2 separate regions of the Nomascus leucogenys genome follow, and region 1 is linked to region 2. A link is a contact called in public Hi-C data. All regions are on one chromosome and are shown on one strand. The core of a region is the stretch at or near the end of the contact, and the rest is flanking DNA. Distances in the headings are between cores, read along the strand shown.

What was found. A called contact is a pair of places that touch in the nucleus more often than the background predicts.
Region 1: a Hi-C map of a lymphoblastoid cell line shows a contact between it and region 2, with 4 times the contacts expected there. The contact joins the enhancer-like site here to the promoter of NUGGC in region 2. A contact is called at or near these places in 2 of 4 Hi-C or Micro-C datasets (both in a lymphoblastoid cell line).

What each region holds. Positions count from the first base shown.
Region 1 is chr8:33,151,863-33,159,065 of Asia_NLE_v1, reverse strand. PNOC (prepronociceptin) reads right to left here. Exons shown (of 4, transcript XM_030817023.1): 3 at 1,731-2,124. Among named protein-coding and RNA genes, the nearest start is that of PNOC, 20 kb to the right of the region's middle. Within about 2 kb of position 2,100, the one cell type or tissue checked has an H3K27ac peak away from gene starts, as active enhancers do. A contact at or near this core is called in a lymphoblastoid cell line, where this site is marked.
Region 2 is chr8:32,897,119-32,904,706 of Asia_NLE_v1, reverse strand. It overlaps NUGGC (nuclear GTPase SLIP-GC), which reads left to right and starts at 6,222. Exons shown (of 19, transcript XM_003272916.4): 1 at 6,222-6,381.

The DNA of each region.
Region 1 (7,203 bases), core at 851-3,350, 260 kb before region 2:
TATGTACTAATATATCGTCAAGGAAGGTTATTAGTGACATGGCTACCTCTGACACACGGGACGCAACATAAAATAGCACATGCTGACATTTTTCTCTTATGCTCAGACTCAGGGAAAAGCCCCACTTGGGTAATGTTTTGGGGTGATTTTGATGATCTGACTGGTTCTTTGTGTTAGGACAATGATACAGTTTAGAAGTTTGTCCTCTTCCAATTTCATGTTGAGATGTGATCCCCAATGTTGGAGGTGGGCCTAGTGGGTGGTGTTTGGGTCATGGGGGTGGATCCTTCAGGAATGCTTTGGTGCCCACCCTATGGTAATGAGTTCATGGGAGATCTGGTTGTTAAAGAGGCTGGGACCTCCCCTTTTCCCTCTCTTGCCCCCTCTTGCCATGTGGCACGCCAGCTCCCCTTGCCTTCTGCCATGAGTAAAAGCTCCCCGAGGGCCTCACCAGAAGCAGATGCGGGTGCCATGCTTCTTGTATAGACTGCAGAACGTGAGCCAAACAAACTTTGTTTATAAGGTATCCAGCCTCAGGTATTCCTTCGTAGCAATGCAAAATGGATGAATACGGCAAGTTTCTTAGCTATTTAAGGAGACGTATGGGACTCTGCAGCTGATCATCTTCCCATATACAAATTAAGGCACATAGCCTTGATGGTTGGGACTTTCCTAAATTTTCAGAAAATTCTACTGTGCTAGGTTGCCAATGCCACTCAAAGTGATGTATTGGTTGATATCCTAAGGAAAGTTGGGTTTTGAATGAACAGGCAATCAATTAGGGTCTTTGATGTATATTATTAGACATGTGGACTTGTATAAAGTGCCTGTGGGGATAGGAACAGAGCAGAAGAAAGAACAAGAAAGAAAGAGAGGAATATAAAAGCAAGCAAACAAAACCAAAACAAAAACAGCACGCTGGAAAGAAGCGAAATGGAGGAAAGAAGATGAATCCCTTTAGTCCATATTCTAGTAGCTACTAGGTCCATTGGACCAAATTCTCCATGTCTTGCTCAGGAATGATACCGTTGACCACAAGGAATCAGTCCCTCTCTGGCAAGGTGGCAGGATGGACAAATGGCTTGTGGAAGGAGGAAGAGCAGAAACCACAACTCCTGATCTTAACAGGAACTCTTTGGCCAGGTAAAATGGGAAACTTTAATGTTTCCATGGAGCCAGGTACCCTGAGAGCTGGGGAAAGGAGAGGGGATAGGTAAGCCGTGTTTGAAGATGAAATAGCACCATCACAGCTGTGGTAATCGGACTCTGCTAATGGCTAAGAGTACGTCCCACTCTTGGTGTTTAGAGAGACAATCTCGAGGAAAGGTGAGCTGACTGGTTACTGTGGCAACCGGATGGGCGTATTGGTCCACATAACTGTCCCCATAGTAACTAAGCTCCTGGGGAGTGACAGAGGAATTAGTTATCTTAACATACTACTATTATCCCCATGGTAACCAGTCTCTAGCCAGAAGTGGTCAGCTTCAAGGTGCAATAATAGGAAAATCTTTGCTGCCTAGAGAAAGGGTGGGCTGGACTCCTTGCGGGGTGTGTGTGGGGGGGGGGCGGGGGTGGGCGGGGGGATGAATGTGCTTCTAGGCCTGGGAGCAAGGCTAAGATAGTTGGTGTGTGAAATCTCTCCTTGCCCCCAGTTTATTGGTGCCCAACTCACTCATGGGTTGCAGTGGCCGGTACAGCTGGGAGGAGCGCCCCTTCCGGCTACACATTACCATTCTGGTGCAGGGTGCGCCGGCGCTGGCTGGACTGCATGCTCAGGACCAAGTACTGCCTCATAAACTCACTGAACCGCTTCTGATTGGCCAACTTCCGGGCCGACTTCCGGGCCCCGGTGAAGCCCCCAAATCTCTTCTGCAGCTGCTTCTGCTCCATCTCACCAGCCTCCTCCATGCCAGGCTCGGGCTCCTCCTGCTCCTGGAACAGGCTCCGGACTCGGGGCATTCGCCGCAGATGCTGCATCTCCGAAGCTCTCGGCTGGTAGAGAGCAGCCGCCACATGCTCTGGGGCGGCAGGGCTGAGCTGCCAAGAGCTCCTGGCCATGACCTTGGTGCATGGAGTCCAGAGGGGGCTGGGGAAGACCTTCTCTTCACACTCGAGGATGCACACCTGCAAAGATACGGGTGAGAGGAGGGGAGAAGGAACAAGGACCTCTGTTAATCCAGGGCGAGGGAGGAGATCCGGCCCACTGCACCAGTGCAAGTGCTTCTGAAGCATCTAATTTATCAAGTAACGTGCAGCAGTTTTACACAGGTTTTTAGGTTCGTAGAATTTCAGAATTAGAAACAAACAGAGAATCTTCTGACCCAGCTCCATCATTTTACAAAGAAACCAGGGCTCAGAGAGGAGGGCGTAACTTACCTCTGGCGTCACAGCACGTTAACACAGGAAGTTAACATAGGATAAATGCGCCCAACACCGCACCCTGTTACATCTTTAGTCGGGTTTTTGGAGCCAAGCACAGCTCATGACCGTCACCCATAAAGAATTTTATTTTGTTCTCTCCTCAGGCTTGTGGAAGGTCATATGGGTTAAAGAAATTGGGGATGTGAAAGTATGTAGTCAAATCTGCAGGTTTATTTTAAGGTCACCGTGTAAAGATCTACCTAGGTGTTGTTAATTTTTCATCCCGCGTACAGCAGTCGTCACTATCTGTGTATCATTTATAGCAAACGGGGGTCAAGACCCTGTGGGGTGTAGGCAGGCTGGACGTGCGGGGCTGAACCTGTGATCCAGTTCCAGGTGGGGGGAGAGATGCCATCATCAGACGTGAGCCCAGCAGACCCGCCCGGCTCCTAGGAACACTCTGCTCTGTCTCTCCTGCCAACCCTGACTTCTAGCCACCAGCTGGACCACGATGTTTCTCCACCCCCTCTTGGCTGGTTCTGACCTTGGCCCCCCACCTCCCACGTTCTTGGTTCTGATTGGGTCTCCTGGAAGCCTCTGCCCTCAGCTTTTCTTCCTATTTGCTGTTTTGGCTTCACCCCTAATTTCAGTCCAGGTTTCTGGCCTTAGCCGGCTGGAAACCCCACTTCAACCTGACCTTGCTGCTGTGTCAGTAGGCAGAGCCCCTCATTATAGCGTGGAGCTCCTGCCTGGCTTCCAGGGCACCTTCTGGGGCAGAGGCTGCAACTGGCCCGTATTCATCTCCCCTTCTCCTTATGCACAGAACACTGTTTTATTCCTAAAGGCAACATATCTGTTTCCCAAGCTTCCTTGGAGCCATAAGTAGCTGACGACACAAAAATGGAAGTGTAGGCTGGGCGCGGTGGCGCATGCCTGTAATCCCAGCACTTTGGGAGGCTGAGGCGGGCGGATCACGAGGTCAGGAGATCGAGACCATCCTGGCTAACACGGTGAAACCCCGTCTCTACTAAAAATACAAAAAAAAAAAAAAAAAAAAAAAAAATTAGCTGGGAGTGGTGGCGGGCGCCTGTGGTCCCAGCTACTCAGGAGGCTGAGGCAGGAGAATGGCGTGAACCCGGGAGGTGGAGCTTGCAGTGAACCGAGATCGTGCCACTGCACTCCATGCTGGTCGACAGAATGAGACTGTCTCAAAAAAAAAAAAAAAGGAAATGTAATTCCAGAACTTTGGGAGGCCAAAGCAGGTGGATCACTTGAGGCCAGGAGTTTGAGACTAGCCTGGCCAACATGGCAAAAACCCATCTCTGCTAAAAATACAAAAATTAGACAGGTGTGGTGGTGGGTGCCTGTAATCCCAGCTACTGAGGAGGCTGAAGCAAAAGAGTTGCTTGAACCTGGGAGGCAGAGGTTGTGGTGAGCTATCATGTCACTGCACTCCAGCCTGGGTGACAGAGTGAGACTTTGCCTAAAAAAAAAAAAAAAAAAAAGAAGTGATCAGGCATCAGGTAGGGTTTCCAAGAAAGTAGGAGACTGACTTAAGTGGGAGGAACATCCCGTTTTCCTCTTCCTCCAACTTTCTGCTTGGAATGTGGACATTTGGGCTGACATTGTGTTTGCCATCTAGAAACCATGCAGCGACTCAGAGGATGGGAGTCATGGGCTAGAAGCTGCTGACTGGCAGAGAAGAGAGAGGAGACTGGAGCTGCCACTGCAGCCCTGAGCTGTCTCCTTCTCACTCCTTGTGAGGAACTGAGTCTATTGATTTCTGCCACTGTCACTTTAGGTGTTTGTTACTAGCAGGTGAATTTCATTCTTATCTGATACACTTGTCCTTCTGCTTGGCCTCTCGGTCCCTGTCTCTGAGTGGCACCTCACTCCCCAGTTGACTCAGATTTCAAAGCCTGGGCATATCTTTTCCTCCCCTCTCACTGCCCCCATCCTGCCAGTCTACAGTTCTGCCCCTCCTCTCACTCCCTCTATCACCGCCTAAGTGCATCTTAGGTGAAGTGTGTCCCTAACTGATCTCCACATCTCTGGTCTTTGCCACTGTCATCAATGTGGTACCCCTGGCAGGATAGCCTTCCTGAAGAGTAACTATTCATGTCATTACCTTGCCCACAGCTGTCTAATTGTTTATCATATCCATAAAACAGCTCCAAACTCTTGAGCAGAGCATTCAAATCCCTCTACCACCTGGTCTAGCCCACCATCAAGGTCTTATTTCCGATTCTTCCTCACACACCCCTTGAGACCTATGAGGCTTTTCCTAGTGCCTTAAACACTGCAAAGCTCCTCGCACCCGCATGCCTTTCTCTCTGTCCCTCGGATGCAATGACCTCCTTGCATCCTGCCATCCATCCTTTGGGACCCAGACAAGCTCCAGTGCTGCCCCTCTCTGATAACTTCTAGTTCCCTGGCAAGAATCGCTCTCTCCTGCCTCTGTCTTCCCACAGAACTTTGTATTCCTCTTGTGGAAATTTTAATGCTTTATGTCATTAAATTGCAATACCTTCTAAGGCAGAATATGACAAGTTAGGGACCACATCTTACTCATGTGTGAATCTCTTGCAGGAATCTTCTCCTTTCAGTAAAGAGTAGGGTTTCAGTAGAGGTTTATTGAACTGAGATGAATTAATCAAGAAGTCACTTTATATTTAGCGAAGAGTATAAAAGAAGGGAATGAAAAGAGGTGAGAAAGAGTCCCTGGAAGAACAGGGGTCGCAGCTAGTTGCGACCAGGACTGGGACGCCCCTAGTGCTTAGCATGCACACAGTTGCAGCAGCTCCTGTCACCCTGCTGCCACCCTTTGCTTATCTGATTACTCATCTGTCCCATTAGTCCGGGATTCCAGGATTCTTTTATTCTTTTTTTTTTTTCCCTTTGGAAACAGAGCCCACACCTGCTCTAAAGGGTCCCACACCTGGCTGTGAGTCCCAACCATCTGCAGAGCTTTTAAAAACAGAATTTTGGCTAGGCACAGTGGTTCATGCCTGTAATCCAGCACTTTGGGAGGCTGAGGGGGGCGGATCATCTGAGGTTGGGAGTTTGAGACCAGCCAGACCAACATGGAGAAACCCTGTCTCTACTAAAAATTCAAAAAATTAGCCAGGTGTGGTGGCACATGCCTGTAATCCCAGCTACTCGGGAGGCTGAGGCAGGAGAATCGCTTCAACCCGGGAGGCAGAGGTTGTGGTGAATCGAGACTGCACCACTGCACTCCAGCCTGGGCAACAAGAGTGAAACTCTGACTCAAAAAAAAACAAAACAGAATTTCAAGACTCAACTAAATCTCTGAAGAATAGAAGCAGGGATTAAAACTTATTTTTACAAAGAAATTAAAAACTTAATTTTACAAAGGTCAGGTAATTCCGATATTTGCCTGGGTTTGCAAATCATGAATATAATTCAACCTTTGCATTTTATGATGCGGTTGAGTAATGTGTCCAAAACAACACGGTTAGATAACAGTATAACCTGAACAAGAACTCAAAGATGCCTTGCGGCCCAGTCCAAGACATCTACTTAGCTACCTCTGTGTGCTTGCAATAAGAATTGGTGGCAATTAATGCAAGAAGAAGGATTCTATGAGACCAAGAGCTGAGGTTTGGATGGGTATTGCCCATGTTCCAATGGACTGGAGGGGACAGGCAGGGACTGGGTCTGACAGGAGTGTTGCTTTCCTTCCCTGGTAGGGTTTCCAAGAAGCAACATGTCCAAGTCCACCTATTAGTCACAGGAGGTGACATTGGCCCCTAGTGACGCTCAAGCCATGGTTTTTCTGAGCATGCCTTTTTCATTTAGCTTTTGCTCAGAGATGCTTAACACATGGAACCTAGTTGCTGACAGAATGACCTCAGCAGGGAGATGAAGGGAACTACTTTTTCACACCTGCAATGTTACTGATTATAAAAAATGATAGGTAACTTCCATAGATAGGGAGGGCTGCCTTAAGAACAATGGAGTTGCAAACTTCTGGAGTATTCTATAAAAATTGCTACTGTGCTGGGCATGGTGGCTCCCGCCTATAATCCCAGTACTTTAGGAGGCCAAGGAGGGAGGCGCCTTTGAGGCGCCAGGAGTTTGAGAGCAGCCTGGGCAACATAGGGAGACCTCATCTCTACAAAAATAAAAATGTTAGTGGGGTGTGGTGGTGCGTGCCTGCAGTTCCAGCTACTTGGGAGGCTGAGGTGGGAGGATTGCTTGGGCCTGGGAGGTCAAGGCTGCAGTGAGCTGAGATTGCTCTACTGCATTCCAGCCTTGGTGACAGAATGGGACTGTCTCAAAGAAAAAAAAATGCGACTGGAGTTTGTTAGAATGCAAATTTTTAGCCTAAAGCATTGGAGATTCTGATCCACTAAGTCAAGGGTGAGGCCCAGAAATTTGTATTTTTAGCAACAGCCCAGGTAATTCTGAGGCTGGATGATACCTGGAGAAATCCTGTTTTGTAACTTGCTCTGAGGAGGAAGAAGCCATCATGGAACATGGTAGTTAAAGACTCCTACAGAGAAAGAGTCACCTGGGTCTGTACTTAGCCTGCTCCTGAAATACTTGGAAGGAAACCAGCTAGAATCAATGTGTAGTATATTCTTTCAGATCAGAATCCTGTTGAGTTAGTACTCTACAGGAGTGGATCTCAACTGGGAGTGATTTTGCCCACCAAGGGGCCATTTGGCAATCTCTGGAGACATTGTTGGTTGTCAGAACTGGTGTGTGTGTGTGTGTGTGTGTGTGTGTGTGTGTGTGGTGTGTTACTGGCACCTAGAGGCCAGGGATGCCAGCAAACATCCTAAAGTGCCCAGGACAACCCCCACAACAAGTAATTCC
Region 2 (7,588 bases), core at 4,973-7,472:
GGTCAACTTGTTTTTGCTATTGTCTATTGTTTTTCAATAACTAATGTGTAGGAATAGATTGAAATAGAGATTTCTCTGAAATGGCGCTGGATGAAAGCTTCAAGGGACTCACAAAACCTGTTCCAGGACTTGGTGACTATTGTTTGTGTACAGGTTCAATTGAATTCAGATTTAATATTTAACTTTGCCTCCATGCTAGACCAAACCAATATACATCTTACATGTAGTAATGTCTTATAACTCCCTAAAATGTATAAAGTCAAGCTGTAACCTGACCACCTTGGACACATGTTCTCAGGATCCCCTGGGGCTCTGTCACGGACCATTGCGAGGTGGGAAGTGGGACTGTGTTCTGGAGGCAGAGTTTGGACACTGGATCAAGTTGAGGACTAGCTGAAACAGGGCAGGGGTGGAAGCAGCTTTCCGTAAGATGCCCACCAGTATGCCATGTCAGTTTACTATTGCCGTGGCAACACCTGAACATTACCCTCCCCTTTTCATGGCAATGACCTGATGACCTGGAAGTTACCACCCTCATTCTCTACATTTCTGTGTAAATCACCCCTTAATTTGTATATAGTTAAAAGTGGGTATAAATATGACTGCAGAACTGTCTCTGAGCTGCTTTTCTGGGCACTGCCTGTGAGTAGCCCTGCTCCACAAGGAGCAGCCCCTCTGCTGCAGCTGTGCACTGCTGCTTCAATGCAAGTTGCTATTTAACACCACCAGCTCACCATTGGATTGTTTCCTGGGCGAAGCCAAGAACCCTCCCAGGCAAAGCCCCAATTTTGGGGCTTTCCTGTCTTGCATCAGTTGGTCCCTCATGGCTCAGAATAAATCTCTTCAAGTATTTTACAGAGTTTGACTCTTTTTGTCAACACTTCCATGAACATCTTTTATGACAGGGCCCTCCACTCTCTTGGTTTTTCTTCTCTTTCTTTTGTGGACTCTGTCTCTGCCTCACCTCAGAATACTAGTGTTCCACAGGGGTCACTCAGCCTTGTCTCTCCAAGGTGATCCCCAGAGCACCACGTATTTGCTCCCAGGTTTCTAGTCCAACCCCAACTTTTCCCCTATTTGATATCTTGTTAGATTTGGGTGTCTAATAGGCATCTCAAACTTAACATGTCCCAAACAGAACTCTATTATTACTCCAGATCTGCTCTTCCTTACCTAACGGCACCATCCTCTACCTCTTCCCTGTTTTACCTCAGAGAGAGGGGGAGGGAGATAGGTGGTTATAGGTGTAATTTTAAATAGGGGTTACAGTAGGCTTTATTGAGAATGTGATGTTTGAGCTAATACTTGATGTGTAGATATGTGGGAAAGACTATTTCTGGCTAAGATAATGGTTAGTGCAAAGGTCCTAGGTGAAGGCCAGGCACAGTGGCTCACACCTGTAATCCCAGCACTTTGGGAGGCTGAGGCGGGCAGATCACAAGATCAAGAGATCAAGACCATCCTGGCCAACATGGTGAAACCCTATCTCTACTGAAAATACAAAAATTAGCTAGGCATTGTGGCATGTGCCTGCACTCCCAGCTACTCGGGAGGCTGAGGCAGGAGAATTGCTTGAACCTGGGAGGCGGAGGTTGCAGTGAGCCGAGATCCCACACCACTGCACTCTAGCCTGGTGACAGAGCGAGACTCTATCTCAAAAAAAAAAAAAAAAAAAAGTCCTAGGTGAGAGGATGTCTGTGGTGTTCAAGGAGACTGAGGAGGCTGACATCACGGGAGCAGTGGGTGAGGCAATGTGAAAGAGAGGTCAGAGGAGTGGCGCATGGGGCAGGGGGCAGTGCAGCTCATGAAACACCTTGTGGGTCATTGAAAGGCCTTTGGCTTTTACCCTAAGTGAGATGGGGAGCCACTGGTGTTTTTGGCAGAGAATTGAATGGATCTGATCTGTAATTTAAAAGCATGTCTATTTAGCTGCATTGAGAATAGACTGTGGGAGGGGGTTGGTGTAGAAGTGGGGAGAGCAGGTGGGTGGCAGTTACCATAGCCAGGCCAATGATTCCCAAACTTTGCTGCAATTGGAATTGCCTGGAGATCAGTGAAAACTTTCCAGTGCCCAGATCACATCCCACACCTATTAAATCAGAATATCAAGGGGTGGGAGTCAGGCATTAGCATGTTTAAAAGATCCTGGGTTATTCCAACGTGCAGCAAAATTCAGGAACCACTGAATGAGGCCAGAGATTATTGTGACTCAAGTCAGGGTAGTCAGCAGTGAAGGTGGTGAGAAGTGTTCAGATTCTGAATATAATCTGAAGATTTCAACAAGACTTTTTGACAGATCAGATGTGGAATATGAACGGCAGACAGGAACATCAAGTGTGACACCAAAGCTTTTGGACCAAGGGACTGGAAAAATGTAGTTATCATTAGATGAAATGGAGAAAATTAGGTGGAGAGGTGCTTCAAGGGACTGGCGGGGATTGGTTTGAACTTGTATTTTCGGATGACTAGTGAACAGGAAGACACAAAAGAGGTTGACACTGGATATCAGTTGAGAGCCATTGGCATGGGAACGAAATTGAAAGCTACGAAACAGGGTGGCTGTGGAAAGGAAAGAGACCGAAGATGAAGCCTTGGGGTATTTTATTAACAAGTTGAGGAGCAAGGGAATAACCAGTGAAGGAGACTGAGGAGCACTTCCAGGGAGATGGGATGAAAACTAGGGGAGTGGTTATCTGAAAGCCAAGTGTAGAAAGTTTGTCAAACAGGAGGGAATGATCAACCAGGTCAAATGCTCCTGATGGCTCAAGAAAGATAAAGGTTGAAAATTGACCAGGATCATTGTGGACTTTGACAAGAACAGTTTTAATGGAATGGGAAGGGTGACGGCTTGACTGGAATAGGTTTATATTAGCTTGAGAGGAAAGGAATTTGAGACAGTAAGTAGAGATAACTCTTTTGAGGATTTGTGGGGTTTCGTTTGTTTTTTTGGAGACAAGGTCTTGCTCTGTCACCCAGGCTGGAGTGCAGTGGTGCAATCACAGCTCACTGCAGCCTCGACCTCCCAGGCTCAAGTGATCCTTCCATCTCAGCCCCTCAAGTACCTGGGACTACAGGCATGCGCCACCCTGCCTGGCTAATTTTTATTTTTATTTTTTTAAAAACGGGGGTCTCCTTATGTTGCCCAGACTGGTCTTGAACTCCTGGGTTCAAGTGATCCTCCCGCCTCAGCCTCCCAAAGTGCTGACACCATGCCCAACCTAGGAGTTTTGTCATAAAGAAGTGCAGAGAAATATACTAATACCTGGCAGGGAAATGGAGGTCCAGGGAGTGTTTGTTAAGGTGGAATGAATGACATCAAATCTGTTCACAGATGGGAATAATCCAGTGGAGACTGAAAGTTTGGTGAATTAGAGAAGAGGGGGAAGTACTCTACGTGGTTCTTCAGTTAGAGAGAGGGATGGAATCTGGTGCACAGAGAAGGGATTGGCCTTTAATGGGTGCATGGATAGTTCATCTAGCAACAGGCTGGAGGGCAGAGCACCGGATAGGTGCTTGGGGGTGATGATGAGGCTCTGTGGACGTTCTCATTGCTTCAGTGTTTTCAGTGAGCTCAATGGAAATTCAGCCTGAGAGAATGGAGAAACATCTAACAGGCCTAGCATTCAGGTGTCCAATAGCAGGTGCCAAGGACTACCATAAAGAACCCCAGAGGCTGGACCCAGTGGCTTACACCCGTAATCCCAACACTTTGGGAGGCCGAGATGGGAGGATCGCTTGAGCTCAGGAGTTTGAGTTCAGCCGGGTAACATAAGGAGACCTCATCTCTACTAAAGTTTTGTTTTGTTTTTGTTGTTGTTTTTTTGTTTTTTGTTTTTTTAAGCTAAGTGTGGTGGCACATGCCTGTAGTCCCAGCTGCTTGGGAGGCTGAGGCGGGAGGATCACTTGAGCCCAGGAGGTTGAGGTTGCAGTGAGCCGTGATAATGCCACTACACTTCAGCCTGGGTGACAGAGTGAGACCCTGTCTAAAACAAACAAACAAAAACAAAGGAACTCAAGAATCTTTATTTTTTTATTTTTTGAGATGGAGTCTCCCTTTGTCGCCCAGGCTGGAGTGCAGTGGCCTGATCTTGGCTCACTGCAACCTCTGCCTCCCGGGTTCAAGCAACTCTCCTGCCTCAGCCTCCTGAGTAGCTGGGACTACAGGCGCATGCTGCCATGCCCGGCTAGTTTTTATATTTTTAGTAGAGACAGGGTTTCACCGTGTTGGCTAGGCTGGTCTCAAGCTCCTGACTTCAGGTGATCTGTCCACCTCGGGCTCCCAAAATGCAGGGATTACAGGTGTGAGCTACTGGGCCTGGCCCCAGGAAGCTTTAAAAATGCTCCAAATTAATTGTAGTAATTAAGTAATTTAGTAGCATTTGTGGTTAATTGTTGAAGCTAAGAAATAGCCAGTAGAGGGGGAGCCGAGCACGCGTGACATGAATGTAAGCGTAAGGTGTGATTTTGCCTAGAGGGATCAGTATAAGACTCAGCACCTAGGATGGCATTTGTGCTGACTTTCTTTGTTCTGAACGTTAGCCTGGTGTTTCTATGGTTTTCTTATGGAAGAGGGACGTCATCTTGCCAAAAGTTCAAAGCAGTTTTTAAGACCACAGTCTCAACATTTAATCTTCAATTCTTTCCCTGTTCTGACCTCTTTACCTTCTGAATACCCTCTTTGGACTAAATACATACCTAGAGTACTGAGGGTTGTCCTGGTAATGACTGAGTTGGCCTTTAAAGGTAACATACACCCTTGGCCCAGCACGGTAGGTCACGCCTGTAATCCCAGCACTTTGGGAGGCCAAGGTGGGCAGATCACATGAGGTCAGGAGTTTGAGACCAGCCTGGCCAACATGGTGAAACCCTGTCTCTACTAAAATAAAAAAAAAAAAAAAATAGCCAGGCATGGTGACGCACCTGTGTAGTCCCAGCTACTCAGGAGGCTGAGGCAGGAGAATCGCTTGAACCCAGAAGGCGGAGGTTGCAGTGAGCTGAGATAGCGCCACTGCACTCTAGCCTGGATGACAGAGCAAGACTCTGTCTCACAAAAAAAAAAAAAAAAAAAAAAGTAACACACACTCTGAAGCTGAGGGTTCAAGGGACAACTTTTTCCCTGTATGTGATGTGATGGTTTGGGTTTCCAGACACAGCAAAGTGGAGTGGGTTTTTTTTCTTCTCTCCTGGACAGCACTTTCAAATTTTTGTTTTCTGGGTTTATTAAAAATATGAATTTAAAATTAGATGGGCGTGATGGTGCATGGCTGTGGTCCCAGCTACCCAGGAGGCTGAGGTGGGAGGATGGCTTGAGCCTGGGAGGTCGAGGCTACAGTGAGCTATGATCACGCCACTGCACTCCAGGCTGGGTGACAGAGCAAGACCTTATCTCTAAATAAATAAAGACCAAAAAAAATACTGATTTAAAATTTAAGTTCCAGAAAGATGTAAAGCGGTATATCACTCATTTCTACACTCAAACAATCCAATGATGTTTTATTTTTGGCAAATGTTATTTTTGGTGAATTTTAAGACTTTGGGTCAAGAATAACTCTATATTTATTATCTCATATCCTCCATCTCTCCCAATCATGTCTTATAGTTGGGTGTCAGGGAGCCAGTGCTTTGTTTCTCTTGGAACTGGGGCATTTTTCCTATCTGCTCCAGTGAACCAGTCATCTGAATAGTGTTCACCCTCAGAGAAAAGATGCTGTGGAAGGATGCAGTGATGCATTTGGAAAGGAAAAAAGACAGATCTGCCTACTTGCAGGAACATGGCAGAGAAGGATGCAAGATCCCTGTTTCGTGTACCATTTAGATTTTTTTTTTTTTTTTTTTTTGAGATGGAGTCTTTCTCCGTCACCCAGGCTGGAGTGCAGTGGCGCGATCTTGGCTCACTGCAGCCTCCATCTCCCAGGCTCAAGTGATTCTCTTGCTTCAGCCTCCCGAGTAGCTGGGACTACAAGGTCCTGCCACCATGCCTGGCTAATTTTTTTTTTTTTTTTTTGTATTTTTAGTAGAGTTGGGATTTCACCACGTTGGCCAGGCTGCTCTTGTACTCCTGACCTCAAGTGATCTGCGTGCCTCGGCCTCCCAAAGTGCTGGGATTACAGGAGTGAGCCACCGCGCCTGGCGAATTTAGATTTAAGTGAAAGAAGACAGCATAAATCAGTATCTGTGGGAGGAGACCGTGATAAATAGCTCCCTGATGGCAAGTCAGTTTCACTTCTGCTGTGTAAACGTGGCTTTCCGATTGTGGGCCAAAGGGCTACGTACCCCAGCTGGTTCCAAATACCTGAACCAAGGAGAAGCTGCCACCATCTCCTCTGTGGACTCCTGTAACCAAAGCAGAATTTTTTTTTTTTTTCTGTTCAGTGACATCTGGTAAGTTGTTTCTTTTATGTAATTTATACTGTAACTTGTGGTTGATTTTTAAAAAATGGACCTTAATTTTTAGAACAGTTTTGAGTTTACAGGAATATTGAGAAGATAGTTTAGAGCATTCCCATGTAATTCCCAACCAACTTCCCCTATTATCTTATATTAGTGTGGTACATTTGTTACAACTGATGAACCGATAGTGGTATGTTATTGTTAAACTAAAGTCTGTACTTGATTCAGATTCTTGATTTTTATCTAACGTCTGCTTTCTACTGTGGAATCCTATTCAGGATAGCACATTACATTTAATTATGTTCCCTTAGGCTCCTCTTAGCTGTAACGTTGTTTCTCAGACTTTCCTTGTTTTTGATGAATATGGCAGTTTTGAGGAGTATTGGTTGGGTATTTTGTAGGCTTCTCCTATTGGCATTTGTCTGATGTTTTTCTCACGATTAGACTGGAGTTACGGGTTTTGGGGAAGAAGTCCCAGAGTTAAAGTGCTGTTCTCATCACATCATATCAAGGGACAATATTGTCAACATGATTTAGGACTCTTGGTGTTGACCTTGACCACCTGGTAGAGGCAGCGCTTGTCTGGTTTCTCTGCTATAAAGTGATCCTTTCCCCTCTCCAATCTCTGCCCTGTTCTCTTTGGAAAGAAGCTGCTATGCACAGCACACACTTAAGGAGCAGGGAGTTTTATTCTCCCTCTTTGAGGATGGAGTAGCTATGTAAATTATTTGGAATTCTGCTGTATATGGGACATTTGTCTCTTCTCTCTCATTTGATTTTCTTAAAGCAAGTTATTTCTTGAGGGAAAGTGAATTTTACTTTTCTGTTTGCTTAAGTGAATTTTGGGGGTTTGGTTTGTTTGTTTTTGAGGCCTCACTCTGTTACCCAGGCTGGAGTGCAGGGGTATGAACATGGCTCACTGCAATCTTGACCTTCTGGGCTCAAGTAATCCTCCTGCCTCAGCCTTCTGAATAGCTGGGACTACAGATGCATGCCACCACGCCCAGCTAATTAAAAAAAATTTGTAGAGGTGAGAGTCTCCCTTTGTTGCCAAGGCTGGTCTCAAGCTCCTGGGCCCAAGGGATCCCCTCTCATCTCAGCCTCCCAAAGTGCTGGGATTACAGGCATGAGCCACCATGCCCAGGCTGTTTAAGTGAATTTTAGGCTATGTAAAAAGGCCAGTGGGCTAGAAATGGGG